Regions from separate parts of the Hordeum vulgare genome. Here region 2 is linked to region 1. The links are chromatin contacts, called in public Hi-C maps. All regions are on one chromosome and are shown on one strand. Each heading gives the region's core, a stretch centred on a gene start, on an enhancer-like site or on the middle of the called end of the contact. The rest is flanking DNA. Distances are from core to core; before and after follow the strand shown. Region 1 holds the start of LOC123403526. Region 2 holds the start of LOC123404046 (probable E3 ubiquitin-protein ligase ARI8).

The links. A called contact is a pair of places that touch in the nucleus more often than the background predicts.
Region 2: a Hi-C map of seedling shows a contact between it and region 1, with 4 times the contacts expected there. The contact joins the promoter of LOC123404046 here to the promoter of LOC123403526 in region 1. A contact is called at or near these places in 2 of 6 Hi-C or Micro-C datasets (leaf and seedling) and 1 of 1 datasets of contacts at active chromatin or transcription factors (embryo).

What each region holds. Positions count from the first base shown.
Region 1 is chr6H:344,450,027-344,453,293 of MorexV3_pseudomolecules_assembly, forward strand. It overlaps LOC123403526, which reads right to left and starts at 1,723. Exons shown (of 2, transcript XM_045097457.1): 1 at 46-1,723. The coding sequence starts at 1,541. The coding sequence ends at 975.
Region 2 is chr6H:345,171,843-345,175,109 of MorexV3_pseudomolecules_assembly, forward strand. LOC123404046 (probable E3 ubiquitin-protein ligase ARI8) reads left to right here and starts at 1,488. Exons shown (of 15, transcript XM_045097960.1): 1 at 1,488-1,936. The coding sequence starts at 1,781.

The sequences.
Region 1 (3,267 bases), core at 473-2,972:
CCCTACTGGAGGAATTAATAAGAGAAACAAAGATAAGGATCAAACCTGGATATCCCGAGAATCCACATGCTGACTGCTCCCAAAGAAGTACAAACATCCAATACATATATGATATATAAATTTTGTTTCGTATGAAGTATTCTGACCTCAGGAGGGCAAAACATACAAAAGATGAACCAGTGATCCAAGTTTTCTGACAGTAGCCAACCAAGAGCTAGCAGAGCCAGATAATCCCTCTCGCTACAGACCACCAAATGCCGAGCTCCAAAAGCCAACGCTCACCAGGCGAAGACAAATCTACATCATGTTACTGATCCCACCAGGATCACATTCGAGCATGAGAACCATTCTCTTATTTAGTGACCTCCACTACAGCACCACCACGCATCAGCGGGGAGCCAGACGGCGGAGAGTCCTGCAAGATATGTACGATGGTCTCTGCAGATAGTGTCTCATTCAGAACCTTTATTGCCTAGACAAACATCTCTGCTTCAAGGAACTCCTTTGTAGGTTGGTTCTCCAATCGAGCACGTTTAATCTCATTCTTTAATCCTGTAATGTCACGAGAACTATTTGCGGAAGAGATTGTTGATCCACTAGGTACCCTACGCTTGCTCCTCTTACGGGTCCACTTTTGTCGATTGCCCTGCTGAAACTGCTGCTTCACATGCTTCACTTCATGCTTGTGTGCATCAGCCTGCCCAGGCTCCAAGGTCCCAGATCAGCTCACCCCAGTTGACGCTATGCGCTAACTCCATCTTCACCTCCCACATCGCAGCCGACACATACGACAACATGTCCCTGCCGTGGAACTGCGGGAGGATCCACATTTCCATAAACTGCAAGGAGGCGCAGGTAACCGTGGACGACCTCCTTGTGCTCCTCGTCCTGCGCCGTGGAGGGAGCACCTCCGTTGTGGCTTGTACGGCTGCCGCGCTGAGGAAGGACTTCCGGCCAACACTGACGCGGACGCGTCAGATGTAGGCGTAGCCGCGGCAGTTCTCCTGGTGATAGGAGGCGACGAGATCCGAGACGAGGTCGTGCCGGGGGATGCCGTCCGGGAGCTGGAGCCGCGCGATATCAAGGAGGCTGAGGTGGCGGATGGCAGCCTCAGTGTCGTGGTCGTCGGGCCAGCCATGGAGAGAGGATGGCGGCTGGTAGATGTTGTACTGGACGGTGGGGACCTCCCCGGACCCGCCGCCGGCGCTGACCGCGGACAGCGCTGCCTCCACGGCTTTCTCGACGGTGGGACTCTTCTCGAACCTGCCGCCGGCGATGACCATGGGCGGCACTGTCTCTAGGGTTTTCTCGGCGGTGGTGTTGGGGTTGGGGCGAGATTGGCTGGGGATTTGGGGGGAGGGGCTTCTTGCATGTGCTGCCTGCTGGGATAGGGGATAGGTCGGAGGCGGGGGAGAGCGAGGGGGCGTGGGCCTCGGCAGCCGCCCGTGCTGTGCTGTGCTGCGCTCCGCTGCCTGCTTAGGATGTGTGCCGGCGGCGGCGGCGACGATCGCGCAGACGGATGAGGCAGGAGATAATTGCATGTATCATCCCGGAGGTTGGCAACGATGTCCAATCCAGTCCACGAAGTTTAGAACTGCTTCAATACGATCCTTATACACAGAGATACGTTATCAATATGGTCCTTGATCTTGGACACTGAGTCCCGCTCTACGCGCCAGCTACGTCTCGCGAATACTCGTATGACACGTCATCATATGTTCCATCTGTCAGACTTGACCCCACCCGTCAGCGTAGAGCGGTGGTAATTTTGCACTCAGCTCCTTGTCTGTTCTCGATCCCCTTTTTCTCTCTTCCTCGATTGAAAACAGAGGAGAACGCAGAGTACTGCGAGTAGGCACGGCGGCGGATGATCGACGATCCAACGACATTCTGATGGTAGTTCCTGTGGTGCCGGAAGCGTTAGCGACGGCGTCGCAACCCATGGGGTGGAGTTCGTCAACGATGGACGGCCCTCGACGGCGGCCAGACGACGAGGCGGCTCCAACCTACGGTATGTTTCGTTGATAGCACATCATAGGCACGTTTTTTGGCCCAATAATCTGCATCTTTGTGTCGATTAGGTCGTATGCACAAAGTACGTGATTTGTACATGTCGATTTGCTATAGTTCATGAGGAATTGTGCTAGGGTTTTGTTACTGTACGGCATGAAGTTTGAACATTTACTGAATTTTTTGGTGCATCGAAGGAGAGTGGGAATTTCACTATTGAAGTGATTCATGGTGGGTTATTCTTTGGTAGTGGGCTGAATAGGTGCTATTTGGATGGCCATAAGGTTTGTTATGATTATTGTCATGTGGAACTAGCATACTACAATATGTTTGAAGAAATAGTTAAGCACTTGGGGTATGAAAAGGAAGGAAGAATTGATATCTATTGGCTGCCCCTGGTTGTCAGATTAATGAAGGTGTTGAAACTCTTCTGTCCAATGATGCTGACTTAGATGCTATGTATCTTCAGATCAATCGAGGGCATAATTTCCAAATGATATATCTTGATCATTTGGATAGCCATATTTCTGGTGGAGGGGTTAAATGGGATGATGTTCTGGCTAATCCAGTAGCAGAATTTCTTACTGTTTTCAGTCCCATGAAAAAGCCAAGCAGTGCAAATGAAAGCAATACATCTTGTAGTGTTGTGGATGAAACTCATGAAATTCAGAGTCATGACCAAGAGATCTCTCATGACCAATTCGTTGTGAAACTAAGACCAAGAGCACAAAAGTTAGAAGAGGAGGAAGAACAATATGCAGATTCAGAATCAGCTGACAGTGATTATATTCCTGAGATTATTGACGGTGATTATGACTTGGAGGATGGGGATGAAGATTTGTTGCAGGAGCAGCTGCATCCAGTGCAAGACAAGAAAGGGAAAAAGGTGGTTGAAGATTGCAACTCTGAAGAAGAGGAATTGGATGGTCCAGATTCTGATGAAGATGAAATAAAATTCAATTTCGAACCTTTTACAACTGTAGGCATGCATGAGCCTAAGTTCCATGCAGGCCAATTGTTCTCATTAGTGGAGCTTTTGAGGAAAGCAGTCAGAGAGTACAGTTGCAAGGAGAGGGTGAACATCAAATTCCCAAAGAATGACAAAGTAGGCTTTGTGCTAAGTGTGAGAAAGGCTGCCCATGGTATCTATATGCATCTTGGGACAATATGACAAATGCTATAATGGTGAAGACATTCAATGGTCAGCACACTTGTGAGAAGAAGTGGCAAGTTACAACCTTTACATCTAGGTACATT
Region 2 (3,267 bases), core at 238-2,737, 720 kb after region 1:
CATGGATACTGGAAGGTGGAGCTGCTCCAACAATACTTTTGGCACCCGGATGTGGATTCCATCCTAAAGAGAAGAACTTCACCGAGAATGCGGGAGGATTTCATATCATGGCCTTGGGAGAGATCCGGGTTGTTGACGGTGAAAAGTGCGTACCATGTTGCGATGACTGATCACTATGATCAGTTTTGCCCAAGCTCAACCAGTGCTAACCCATCTGGAGACAGACCACTCTGGCGGTTAGTGTGGAGTGCGGAGGTTCCCCCAAAGCTGAAGAATTTTGCTTGGCAAGTTGTCTCGGGCACCCTACCTACAGACGCGGAGAAGAAGAGACGACACTTTGATCTAAATGGCTTCTGTCGGCTATGTGATAGGGAACAAGAATCCTCATTTCATGCTCTTATTTCTTGTCCGATCGCTGCCTCCTTATGGGACTTAATGCGGAATCATTGGCCTCTTCCGGATAGATCTTTGATCAAATGGACACGCAACGAATGGCTACTTCAGCTCCTGGAAGAATCCCACGTCTCCATCCGTAGCAGAATTATAATGGTCCTCTGGCGATCCTGGTATGTCAGAAATGAATTGCTTCATGGTAAAGATCCCCCTCCGCAAGATGTCTCATGTTCCTTCCTGCAAAGTTATTATAACACCTTCACTCAGATATCAAGCAGTGTGGAGGAGATTATTAAAGGAAAAGCTCCGGTGGTTCACGGTCCAATTTGTGTACCCGTTAAGCCTGCATCACGCTTACCTTGGCCTCCTCCTCCGGCTGGAATGGTGGCGCTGTCAATGGATGTCTCGTACTGCGCGACAGATGGATCAGCTGGCTCGGGGATAATTCTGAGGACAAGGACGGGTGAGGTGATATTTGCTGCGTACCGGAAGCTGTTCCATTGCAATGATGCGCTTGAAGCGGAATTACATGCTGTTCTGGAGGGTATTAAGCTCACTACTGAGCATTTCGACGCTGCAATTATGGTTCAATCGGATTGTGCTGCTGCTATCAACGCAGTAACGGGTGCTTCGTTGGATAAATCAGACTATGGCCATATGATCCAAGAGATCAAGTTTCTTTTAAGTGATAGGGTTTTTATTCGTGTAAAAGTTTTCTGCGATTAAAGTAGAGTTGTAGACTGCTTAGCGAATTATGGACGATGTGGGGATAGTAGAGCCTGTTGGCTGGGCCACTCTCCTCCTTTTGCCAATGATCTCGTGGTTGAGGATTGTAACTCTGTTATGTTGGAATAAAAACCTATCACTTTCAAAAAAAATAACCGCTTATTGGCCATGATTTTTGACCTTGAAAATCCAAAACGTTGGAGTCGGCCGCACGAGGCATGAAAGACCGTTGCCCTGAGCCGTGGCGTGGCAAAGAGAAAGAGGTATTCGGACACAGAGGAACGCGTCACTCCTGTTTGTGAAGCAAAGATTCTTCCTTTCTTGGTGCAGCGCAAGATTCCCATGAAAGGAAAAGGTTCCGTCTGGAAGGCACTGTTACGAGAAGAAGCAGAAAATAGCAATTACTACACGCGAGAAAGAAAACGTGCGGAAACAAACAAGGAAGGAAGGAGAAAGCTCGCGGCTTCCTCTGCCCCCGAGCGAATCCCACCCATCCTCTTCCTCCCCCCACGTCTTCCTCCTCTCCACCCCTTTCCCCTTCCACAGCCCCCGTCCCTCCCCCGAATCCGAGCCGCCTGCTCCGTCCAAACGGTGGGGCGCGGCTCCGATCCGCCCGATCCGGTTCGCTCTCGAGGCTCCGGTGCGCGAGGCGGCGGCGGCGATGGATTCAGAGGACGACGCGCGTGACTCCGCCGACGAGGACTTCTACAGCGGCGGCGAGGCGGGCCTCGCCCTCAGCGACGACGGGGACGCGGACTACGACTTCGCGGACCGCGACTCCGATGACTCGGATGACCTAATCTCCCATAGGCAGCAGGTGATCATCGATTGCCGTCCGCTTCGGTCCCGGTATAGAAATTGATTGTTCAAGATAATCGGAATGGGGGATGCAGCAGCGACGGAGTGGCCACGTATCGGTCGTTCTGTCTGCCCCTTAATGATAGGATGGATGATGTGGACAGAAATGATCTCACGCATATACTACGATATTATATATACAGTGGATAGAAATGTGACTGGTTGGATGATCTAGATATTGCTTTCGGTTGCCTGTGTGATTGCCTGACATCGATCAGAGTCCTTTCCATGGATGAAAAGATAAGCCGAGCATTCCCGATGAATTACTTCTGGTTGTCCAATAGGTGCTAGCTGTCACTGGTGTCCTGGCATGCCAAATTCATTTCGTGTTGTAGCTTGTAATCCACAGTGTGTCGCCTTGCTCGTCGGTTATGACTCCAGTTCTGGTTGCTGGTAATAAGTGGTAATGAATGTAGCATGATAGGGAGAGCGTTGCTTAGGGTAGGACTGTAGGATAGCATGCAAACGAGAACTTCTGAACTGGGGAGTAAATAATGGCGAGTATGTATTAGGCATGTACTGACATGCAACCTTGAAGCAAGGATATACCAGTCTAATTGGTATGTTTCTGAATCTGATTTTTGGGAGGTTTCCTGAAGCTTGCTGGTTTGATTGGAGCTGGCACTTTTTTAATGTTTGATCTGATAGCTCTAGCCAAAAGATGGTGATTAATTCGCAGATCATGCTAATTAGGTGAATACACGAGTCTACTTAGTGTTTACTTACTCACAACCGATGGAAATTTCTATGTGGGATGCAAGTACTTTTCTAGCTTCGAACTATGAAATAGGGTACATTGCACGATCTTCGCATAGGTCGTTAAATTCATTTTGTTCCGATTCACTATTTGTAGTGATATTCTGTCTACATATCAAGCGATGAAACGATTAGGGAAAGAAAAGCTTTCGAAGCTGATGGTACACAACTCTAGCGTGTTGATTCGGGGTTATATTTTTGTTCCTCCCTTATGCTTGAACTTAAATTGATAGGGTCGAATATATCTTCCATTCGTTAGTGCACTTCCCATTCATACTGATTTTCAGTTTTAATCAGATGTGAACAGAAAAATGCTCTATGTTCTGATATATTTTTTGGCGTATGCCTTTCTTCGTGAAACATAATTGACATTCAGTATACCATCATTTTGTCATGATATGTTTTCTAGATTTTATTCACACTTTCGGTAGATGTACTTGCATTCTGAAGCGTTGTGATGTGAGTGCATCAAGTGCTGTCCAATCTGCAATAGCCGATCGCGTAAAATGTTGCAGTGTTGCTTAACACAGAGTA